Regions from separate parts of the Sus scrofa genome. Here regions 1 and 3 are each linked to region 2. A link is a contact called in public Hi-C and promoter capture Hi-C data. All regions are on one chromosome and are shown on one strand. The core of a region is the stretch at or near the end of the contact, and the rest is flanking DNA. Distances in the headings are between cores, read along the strand shown. Region 1 overlaps PRKCE (protein kinase C epsilon type). Region 2 holds the start of PRKCE (protein kinase C epsilon type). Region 3 overlaps PRKCE (protein kinase C epsilon type).

The links. Promoter capture Hi-C pulls out the DNA fragments that hold promoters and counts their contacts. A called contact is a pair of places that touch in the nucleus more often than the background predicts.
Region 1: a contact with region 2 is called in a Hi-C map of liver, with 4 times the contacts expected there. The contact joins the enhancer-like site here to the promoter of PRKCE in region 2. A contact is called at or near these places in 4 of 5 promoter capture datasets (fetal liver, fetal skeletal muscle, liver and 1 more), 33 of 47 Hi-C or Micro-C datasets (adipose tissue, alveolar macrophages, blood and 16 more) and 2 of 2 datasets of contacts at active chromatin or transcription factors (alveolar macrophages and skeletal muscle).
Region 3: a contact with region 2 is called in a promoter capture Hi-C map of skeletal muscle, with 8 times the contacts expected there. The contact joins the enhancer-like site here to the promoter of PRKCE in region 2. A contact is called at or near these places in 2 of 5 promoter capture datasets (fetal skeletal muscle and skeletal muscle), 4 of 47 Hi-C or Micro-C datasets (adipose tissue, brain and skeletal muscle) and 2 of 2 datasets of contacts at active chromatin or transcription factors (alveolar macrophages and skeletal muscle).

The regions. Positions count from the first base shown.
Region 1 is chr3:94,573,600-94,576,961 of Sscrofa11.1, forward strand. All of the region lies in intron 3 of PRKCE (protein kinase C epsilon type), which reads right to left. Among named protein-coding and RNA genes, the nearest start is that of PRKCE, 290 kb to the right of the region's middle. Within about 2 kb of position 1,717, at least 36 of the 83 cell types and tissues checked have an H3K27ac peak or open chromatin away from gene starts, as enhancers often do. A contact at or near this core is called in adipose tissue, embryonic fibroblasts, fetal liver and 6 more, where this site is marked.
Region 2 is chr3:94,862,804-94,865,926 of Sscrofa11.1, forward strand. PRKCE (protein kinase C epsilon type) reads right to left here and starts at 1,746. Exons shown (of 16, transcript XM_021088295.1): 1 at 1,615-1,746; 2 at 6-550. The coding sequence starts at 353.
Region 3 is chr3:94,589,769-94,593,115 of Sscrofa11.1, forward strand. The region is part of intron 3 of PRKCE (protein kinase C epsilon type); the gene reads right to left. Among named protein-coding and RNA genes, the nearest start is that of PRKCE, 270 kb to the right of the region's middle. Within about 2 kb of position 1,588, at least 7 of the 83 cell types and tissues checked have an H3K27ac peak or open chromatin away from gene starts, as enhancers often do. A contact at or near this core is called in skeletal muscle, where this site is marked.

The DNA of each region.
Region 1 (3,362 bases), core at 467-2,966, 290 kb before region 2:
CAGAAGTTGCCTCAGCCACTAAGCTTCCGCTAAGCATGCAAGATGCCGACTTCCTGAGGCTCGGGTCTGATGCCAGCCCTCGGAGTGGGTTAAGTCGGACAGCAAGTGGACACTAGTGCTTCTCCAAGGGATTAACTGTGCTACGGCTTTCCCAGGGGAACAGGTGTTTGTTAAATTTTTACTTGCTGTAGGCTATTAAGCAAAAGGCACATTGTGTCCGAGATCACGTGGTGTGTATTTGGGTGTGAGAGTTGGGGGGAGCGTGGGAGTGTTCGTGTTTGTGAATGAATAAAAGTGGGAGTGAGGGTGTGAGTGAAGGGAGGGGCGATGCGCAAGTGATGTGTGTGTTAATATAAGCATGTGAGTGTGAGCATCAGCATGAGTGTGCACATGCTGCTGTGTGTGCAGCCTGTGTGTGCATAGCCCTGAACACACGTAATCACCTTCACTCTGGCTCTGATTAACAAGCTCTCTGCAGGAGTTCCTGTTATGGCTCAGTGGTAACAAACCTGACTAGTATCCATAAGGACACAGGTTTGACCCCTGGCCTCGTCCAGTGGGTTAAGGATCTGGTGTTGCTGTGAGCTGTGGTGTAGGTCCCAGACATGGCTTGGATCCCGCGTTGCTGTGGCTGTGGTATAGGTCGGCAGCCGTAGCTCCGATTCAACCCCTAGCCTGGGAATTTCCATACGCTGCAGGTGCAGCCCTAAAAAAAAAACCAAAAAACAAAAAAAGGCACTCTGCTTCTTCCATTCCTTGGACCTGGTTGGACTAAGCCAAAGGTCTTCAAATATTTTGGGCTGCAAATATCAGTAAAAACTTTTTGATAGATGGGTTTACTTTCTTATAAACATAGAGAATTGGCAATTCATATAACGAATATTAAAATGGCATGATGGAAGATACTGTGAGAAAAAGAATGTATATATATTCTGGGTCACTTCGCTGCACAGTAGAAATTGACAGAACACTGTAAACCAAATATAATGGAAAAAATAAATATTCAAAAGTTAAAAGTTGAAATTATTTTCTTGTCCTTAGGTAAGAGAGTAGATACGAATGGAAAGCCTATTGTTTGTTTCCCATTTCTCGGTGGCTCACCCAGCCTGGCCCAAGCGGTAGGCAAACACGACTTTGGAGGCCACGCCTCTCAACCCTAATGGCCCTTGATCCAGCTTCTCACCCCTTTCACAGACATGCAGGCTCAAGTGGCAGGGGTTGGGCTGGAAATGGGGTCTGTGCTTGTCTTCAAATGAGGACGGCCTCCAATCTGCAGTGCAGATGGCAGTTTCTAGGAGCCACTAAGTGAGGGATAGAAGGCAGCGGCCAGAGATGAGTTCTAAACATGAGTTCAGCTAAGCCAGGAGACTCTGGGGTTACACGGGGGCGAGGGGGGGTGTGTGCACGTGTTCCCTGAATGTACTTGCCAGCCGTTCACTGGCAGCCCAGCCTGGTGAGGGGATGGGTTACACCCACATCTCGGCAACAACAGCAGGTCCCCGCAATGATCTACGGCAAGCAGGACTCAAAAGTACACTAACTAACAGCCACTGGAGTCACTTAAGTAAAACACTTTTGTTTTTTGTCCTTGCATTTTCTCTTAATGACACAGGGTTGGAAATGTCTCCTTGAAAGCCTTTTGTAATCTACTGAAAGAGAGCGCTCTGATTCTACTCTCCAGGATTGTGGGCTATAAAATGATGACAGAGCTGTGGAAAGGTCAACTCCCAGGCATGACCACCTGACAGTAAGGCTGCTTATCGGGGAGTGTAAATAGTGACCCCGAGGAAGGCGACGCTGCTGGCTTTACACAAGCCTGTCTCCTGTCTGTCACTACTGGACCACTACCAAGATAAACTCGTCAGAGGTTTAATAATATTTTACATTTCTATCCAATTTCTCTTTCTCTAGATGCACCAACCTCCACTATGCCACTAAGGACTCACAGTGACCACAGGGAGCAGGTGCAGGGGAGTATGGTGCCGAGTGGTCTGTTTTTGTTTTTTACATATTTTCCAGGAGAAAAAATAACTTGGAAAGTGGCAGTCCTGCACCTCCTCCACCCTGGCGGGGTGCTCTGGGTTGGATCTCACTGGGGTTGGACGGGGTTGGAGCCAGTGGGGAATTAGCCTACTGCGCTGGATTCCTGAGTGCTGACTCGGCCACAGGACTCCGTGCGGGCAGAGAGCTCCAAGCCGCCTCTCCTGACTGGGAAGGAGCACCAGCCTCTGCCCTGGCTGTTCACAGTGTCGTCTATCGTGAAGGGGGCCAAGGTCCTTGAGATTGTACATGAGCGAGCAAGAAAACTGGTACTGTGTATATCTGCAAATACACACTTAGTTTAAGCAGATTTGTGCCTTTTTGCCTTTGTTCTGAAAGTTGCTGAGTAAGGCATGATACAGTGAATTCATGGTCAAATAATCAGGAAAAGGCAAAGTTTAGGCCAAAGAGAAGAGGTCCACAGAAAAGAATGAAGACGAGAGGCCAGAAAAGGTTTGCTCACTGAACAAAGAGTTTCTGGAAGGGCTGATGGGGCTGAGAAGGGTGGGATGTTAAAAGGGACCCAGAGGTCAAGTATAAAAACAATGCAGGAAATTCAGGACAGGGATAGGGTAGGAGGGAGAACGTGGGTTCACCCAACAGGGTCCTGAATTTTGCCTGTTTTCTCAGCGTCATCATGAATAGCATCACCTCTTACTCTCGGTTGTGTCCTTTCTTGGAAAATAAAATACTCATCCTGGTTCTCAAAAACCCACAAGATGCACTGAGTTGCCAGCCAACACCCCCTTCATCCAAGACATCCACACTGGCTTCTACAAATGTACAACCTCCACGTGGCTGAAAACTGGCAGCTACCATCAGAATAATGATGGACAACTAAGAGGAATTTTCCTAAAATCAAACCACCTAAAGGGGGAGGCCATCAGATTTTTAGCCCCTACCCCATAACGCCGTGGCTTAGGTCACCCCCAGGCAGAGAGAGATAGGAGGTCACAGGGTATTCTGCAGATGACCTTGGGGGTAGGTCAAGGAATACACCTGTGATAGGCCACCACCACCATCTATTAACCACCCCCCAAGGTGTATTTTTATTGAAGTACCATTACAAAGCTACACACAATGGCATTTTTTTTGCTTTTTAGGGCCACATCCACAACATATGGAAGTTCCCAGGCAAGGGGTCGAATTGGAGCTACAGCAGCCAGCCTACACCACAGCTGCAGCAACATGGGGTCCAAGCTGCATCTGCGTTCTACACCACAGCTCAGGACAATGTCAGATGGTTAACCCACTGAGCAAGGCCAGGGATCAAACTGGCAACCTCATGGTCACTAGTCGGATTTGCTTCCGCTGCACCACAA
Region 2 (3,123 bases), core at 496-2,995:
CTCACCCAGTCCTCGAAGTGGCGGCTCCCGTTCTGCAGCAGCTCCTCAAATTGGATGGTACAGTTGGCCACGAAGTCGTCGTAGCCGATGGGGGCATCGTGGAAGACAGCCAGCTCGATCTTGCGCCCATTGCACACATCGGTGACGAACTCATCGTGCCAGGCCGGGCTGTTGGTCTTCTGCTTGGTGGCCGTTTGGCCAATGCGCGAGTCGTCCACGTTGAGGGCGATGTAGGGGTCCAGAAGGAAAGTCTGCGGCCGGGGTCCCACCGCATGGCGCAGCGACCAGGCTGTGGGCTTCAAGCTCACGGCCTCGCAGATTTTGATTTTAAGAAGGCCATTGAACACTACCATGGTCGGGGCGGGGAGTGGGAGCCGGGGTCACTCCGTCCGCCCCGAGGGCAGGAACGAAGAACCGACGCCGCGGCGCTCCGAGCCACAGGGACTCCTGGGTCCCCTCTCGCCCCACCCCACACTCTCCCTACACCTTGTAGCGCTGCGCCCTGGCGCGGGCGATTCTCAGCCAGTGCATGTATTTCCTCGCTGGGTTCCTAACGGAAAAGAGGGAGGGGGGGAGAGCTGGGGGATGTCCGTGTTTGGAGCAAGTCTCTCCCCCCTACCACCAGCAGCACCTCCAGAAGAGGAGACGAGCTGTCGGCTTCGCTGCAAGCCGCGGAGGCTTGTCTCGTTGCCTCGCTGGCTCTCCGAGTCCGGGCTGCGGGAAGCGGGCGCCGCGCCCGGCTCTTACCTACCTTTCCGAAACATAATCCCCGGGAAATTTCGACTCCGGGAGGAGAAGGGGGCGGTGGGACGGGGCGGGGACCTGAACCGGGGGCGCAGATTTCAACCCGGATCCTCTTCGAACACCCAGCGCCTGCCTCTGACCGCGCGGGGCGGGGGATGGACCGAGGGATGTACAGTCTATCCGGAGGGATGCATGTCGAGAGGAAATGGTCCTCTTCGGAGCCAAATTTTTAAAAATCCACAAGCCACACGGCCAGCCCGGCCGCCTCCTCTTGGACGAAGACGCGCCGCGCCGCAGTCGGCGATCAGGAGGCGCCAGGAGCCGTGAATCTCACATCCGCGCGGGCTCGGGAGTCGGGGTGGCCGCCGCTCGGGCTCGGGGCGCAGGCCGGCACCGGGCGGTGCGCAGCGCGGCGGCGGGGCCGGGACTGCGACTCGGCGCGGCCCCACCTCCCGGGCGCCGGCGCCCGCCCGCCCCGCTCCCCGCGTCCCCGCTTTCGGCCGCCGCTCGCTCGCCGCCCGCTCTCCCCCTCGGTCTCTTCTCCCTCCGTCGGTGTGCGAGCGAGTCTCCCTCCCTCTAATGCAGGAAATGCGCAAAAGACGTCAGTGTGTGTGTGTGTGTGTGTGTGTGTGTGTGTGTGTGTGTGTGTGTACGCGCGCGCGCGCGCGCGTTCCTGTGTTTGGGGAAATAGAAAGTTTTGCCGGTTGGGGGAGCAATACGGGAAAAGTGAGCAGAGGAGAGGACTACAGAGAGCAGACGAGCCTGCCTGGGTCTCGGCGGCGGGCCGGGGAGCCAGGCGGGGACCCCGCGCGGGACCCCGGGGAGTGGCGGCCTTGAGGGCGGGGCTACGGGCCCGCCAGTTATCCGTACCTGGTCTGTGGTCTCCGCCCGGGGACCAGTGGGTCGCGCATCTCTCCGGGCTCGGCCGCCAACACTCTTTTAGAACCAGGGGTGGAGGAGTGGCGGGGGTCGTGTTGCCGGAGAGGACGCGAGACCCTCCCCCAGCCCCACCTCTACTCGGACTCTGGCAGGCTAGGGCAGCCTGCGGAGTATTGGCCGGTCTGTCTGTCATTCTGTCCGGAGACGCTCCGCTCCACGGTGGTGGGGGAAGGGGGAAAGGGAAGGCTGTGCAAGGTTTGGTATGTGTTTTAAAACATGTATCGTCTCTTCCCATTCTCTGGGGACGTTCTCCCTTTGGGGGTCTGCCCTGGACTTCTCCGGCTGCAAGAACTTGTTGACAAGTGAAAGCTTAGTAGCTCCCTGGCTCCGTTTTGTGTTTGTTTATTCTCTACAAAGTGACTTCATATTTACTCTGGACCTTGCCTATGCCCTTTTGGGGGACAGGGCTCTGGGCAGCGCGCTGACAGCGGCCGTCCGAGCTGCCCGAAAACGGGGCGCGTCCACCGGGATGGCGGGAGGTGGGGGAAAGGGGGGGGGGCGAGTGGCTCTGTGCTAATTTCCTCCGTAACCTTTAAACTCTCGCTGGAAGCCGCGGCTGCGGCTGATCACGTGAGTCGAGCCCTGGGCTGCTGGGGAAGAATTTCCTCCGCGGGGAGCGGGGGACAGGGAAGGCGGCCCGGAGAGGGACGGCCCCGCGCCTGGGGACGCGAACCTGGGAGGGCGGGGCGGAGAGCGCGGAGGTCCCAGGCGCGGCCCTGGTTGGAACCGCCGAAGGACAGAGCTGGGAAGAGGTCATCTCCCCAACCTGTTGTGCAAACGGAAAAAGAAAACCTCGGCCCTCACCCTTGTGCCAAGTCAAGTCAGGGCGTTTGTAGGGATCGTGGTAAGCTGAGTGTTTATCTTGTGAGTCTGGTTAGCGTCGGCCAAAATGTAAAACCTACCTCTCGATCACTTTTTCTCACTGGTAAAAGGTTATCACCGCCTGTGGCTCAAAGGCTTAAAAAAGCTTAAAAGCGAAGAAAGAGGCAGTCCCCTGGAACAACGGGATACCCAGAGCCGCACACAGGTTGCAGAAATGATCAGAAAAGTGCCAAGGTGGTGGTGGCAAAACCTCTCCTAAGGCCTGCAGCCACTGCTCTCTTCCCCAGCTTTCAAGTAATTTCTTGAAGCCCAGCCTCCTGGATGCAGGGGCAAAGTACAGAGAATGCTGGTGTGTAGTCTTAGGGACAGTGGAGACCATTCACATGTTAAAAGCCAGGATATAAAAGTTGTGCCTTCCAGGGCCACTCCCACCAGCTGCAGGCTTATTTTAAAGTCTGTCAGTTTGACAAAGCACACGTGGGATATCTCATTGCTGCTCACGTTTGATTTCTTTGATCATCAGAAAATTTTCCTTCTTGCTTCTTCCTTCCACCATTCTATTCTTATTTAATGCTTCCCCCTTCATAAGGCATGTGATGGGAGACACTGGCAAATAGG
Region 3 (3,347 bases), core at 338-2,837, 270 kb before region 2:
TCTGACCCTCTTCAGTGTTGCTCAGTTTCCATCACTGAGCAACCCAAGAACTCCGGCTTCTCAGCCCTGGATGCCACAGGCCCTCAGGCTGGTCCCTTGTCCACATCCCAGCTTGCTGAGGCATCCTGGCTCTGCTGGTTTCTGCACAGCCCGGGCCTGGCCTTGGTCCCTGGCCTATGCCCTCCATCCTGCTGCCCTCAATTCATGTTCTACATCCAGCCTCGCTTCTCCCACCAGGCAATTTCCGTGGAACTCCTCGCTGCCACCAACAGTGAACGAAATGCCCATTTTTTTTTTCTCAGTGCTGTGTTTGAGGCCCGTAATAAAATGGCACTTCTAACATTTACTTGAGCACATACTATTTGCTGAGCACTCTTCCAAACACTTTATGTGTCTCCAATCCTGTAAGTATTATAGCTCCAGGAAGCGGGCAGGGGTCGGGGTGGGGAGTATGAGTATTTTCCCAGGTGAGTTAACTAACCAGCCCAAGGTCCCCCGCTGCTGGGAGGAGGCAGAGCCCGGACCCAGTCCAAGTGGGAGCCTGCACTGCCAGCCTTCCTGCCATCCAGTCTCTGCAGAACACCTGCTACAGCGAAGCACGCTTCCTTCCAACTGACCCTAGCGCTCCCCGTGTTCTTAGCATCTCCTGTGCCTCAGTCCTTCACCTTACTATTCAAAAACAACTGGTCTGGCAAAGAACGCCTTCAATTTGGCATGAGGCTTGCTTTCTTCTGGCAGTGGATGTATTTGTTTTACCTCTCCCCCAACAAAAGTCTACTTGTTCCCTTTTGTTACAATGATCAAGAAACCAATTAATTAGCGACTAGATGGCCAGGCCTGTAGAGTCCATTCCACTGTCTGCTCCCCACCCACAAGGAGAGGTTCTGGAGGAAGGCTCTGCAGAATGAAGTCACAGGAGAGAAGGCAGAATGTCCCCAGTGGGTTGGGGGTCCATTTGTTTCTCGGGAATCAGGGCCCGCGGACGGAGGGCTCACACCCCTCTCAACATCTCCAAGGAGCCAGGACACAGCAAACTCACATTTAAATGTTGACTTATTCCAGTCACCCTTCACAAAGCTTCCAATAACCCCCTTTCCCCATGTCGCCTGCTGCCACCAAGAACACTTGGCTCTGGTAATATGGGTCCCACACATTCCTGCCACATTCCAAGCTCATGCCAACCCCTGCGCCTCTGCTTACCAGGCTCCTCCTGCCTGGCATTTCCTCCCTCCCTCCCCTCTGCTCAGAGGCATCCATCCTCCTCCGAGGCCAGCTCCAGTCCCACCTCCCACAGAGCCTTCTGGACCCCTCGGATCCTGAGGGCGAGATCGCTGCTTTGTGTTCCTGCCTCGCAAAGTCTGTGCTGCAAAAGTCAGCGCTTAATTATACACCATCAGACGCCGTTTCACGGGTGTCTTCTCAACTAGTCTGGGGGCAGAAATCACGTGTCTTGTGCTCCTGTATCTGCCACAGCCTCTGAAACGGGGCTGGGAACACGAAGAGGTGACAAAAACACACTTGGCTGGCTGGCGGAAACTGGAGGAGTCCCCGAGCTTCGTCTGCTCCACTGCCAAGGCCAGTGTCAAAATGACAAGTGGCAGGCCAGAGTGGCAGAGCCTACCAACCCCACATGGCATTTCCTCCCCAGACCTCAGAACCCTGTTCTGTGGACCTGGGGGTGGGGGGGTTCTCAGCAGCTCCTCCTGGGCACTGTTAGGGGCACACACATGCACTTCTAGCCAAATGGTGGGTTAAATCCTCCCAAATCAACCAGTACTGCTATCTCTGGATATATAAGTTGTCACAATGTCAAAAAAAAAAAAAAAATCAATGTGTCACAGCATCAGCCCAAGAGGTCCAGGGACCTATGGTGTCTGCATTTTTTTTTCCTTCCTTTCCTTCTTCCTTTCTTTCTCTTTTCAGGACTGCACCCATAGCATACGGAAGTTCCCAGATTCAAGCCCCATCTGTGACCTACGCTGCAGCTTGAAGCAACGCCAGATCCTTAACCCACTGAACGAGGCTGGGGATCAAACCTGCATCCTCACAGAGACAATGTCGGGTCCTTAACCTGTTGAGCTACAAGGGGAACTCCACCATCTCTGCATTTTCTAGAAGACTTTTAGTGCCCGAGTCGCTCCCACGGGAACTTGCTGAAATGCTCCCTGTGCAGCAAGGCCTATTCCTCTCGTGATTTCTCCCCATACACATCAACAGTCCGTCTGAAGAAAATACAAAAGTGCACCATTTCCCTTCCCTCCATTATAAGCACAAAGGCTCAATTCCTGTTGCTTCCCTTTATCCTGCTTTATGAAGGGTGTGTGGTATTTTTTCCCCTCTTACATCCTGAAGAACTGCAGATCCCTATAAAGCCAAGGATATCAGAGCACGATCTTTTGTGCAATTATTTCCAAGGACTAATATGTGAAGGATGGATCCTCAGGTTACAGGGATTTAACATAAAATCAGAGCCACAAGAGAAAGGTTTGGTGGTTCTCAGGCGTTCAAGCACACACCAGTGCAAGATGAGATGCACGTTACCACCGCGTGGTCTCAACTCCATGATAATCTCCAGGCAACCGAAAGCCAGCTGCTTAGCAACACACGCTGGAGGATCAGCCCGCGCGACTCTATTAAAGAGTGGCTCTGGCCTGGTGGGAAGTGCAGGTCTGAGCTGGAGGCACCCTGGGTAGCCAGCTGCCCAGAAGAGGGCAGCCACATGGCCTTGGGGTGAGGGTGGCCCAGGAGGAAGGGTTTAATGAAGACAGTGGGAAGGGAGTGGGTGGCAGGTTGTCCAGAAGTTCAAGCAGGAATGTGAACTGAGGCACAGGTGACAATTCCAGGCAGGAACTGAATTTGGGGACATCTAGTCCAGTTCTTTCCCACTCCATCACACTCATAGGAAATGAAATGCTAACAGGGATTCTTGAAGTCATGCCTTCACAGATTTTTATGGGGTTCCAGCTTTCCCAGATGCTGTGAGTGACAGAAACAAGGATCTAGGATCAGAAAGCAGCTGGGGATTTTGGCCCTAGGATACATGGGATGGAGAGCGACTCCGGGGAAAAAAGTACTTGCCAAGCCTCATTCATAAAAGAGGGATAAGGGTACTTGCCCTGCTCGCCCCCAGGTGGTTGTGAAGATCAGATGAGAAAACTGTGTGTCTAGAAGAACTTCTGCCTTCCTGTGGGGCTGGTGTACTAATACTGTGATTAATCAAGATAGCTGCCCTAGGAAGGGGCTAAACTGGGTGGAGAGAGAGGCCAATGCATCCAACAGTGCAAGATAGTAAACAGGTACAGGGCAGGGCTGCAGGACCAGGGGACCAAGAGATGGGACTTTTTCTT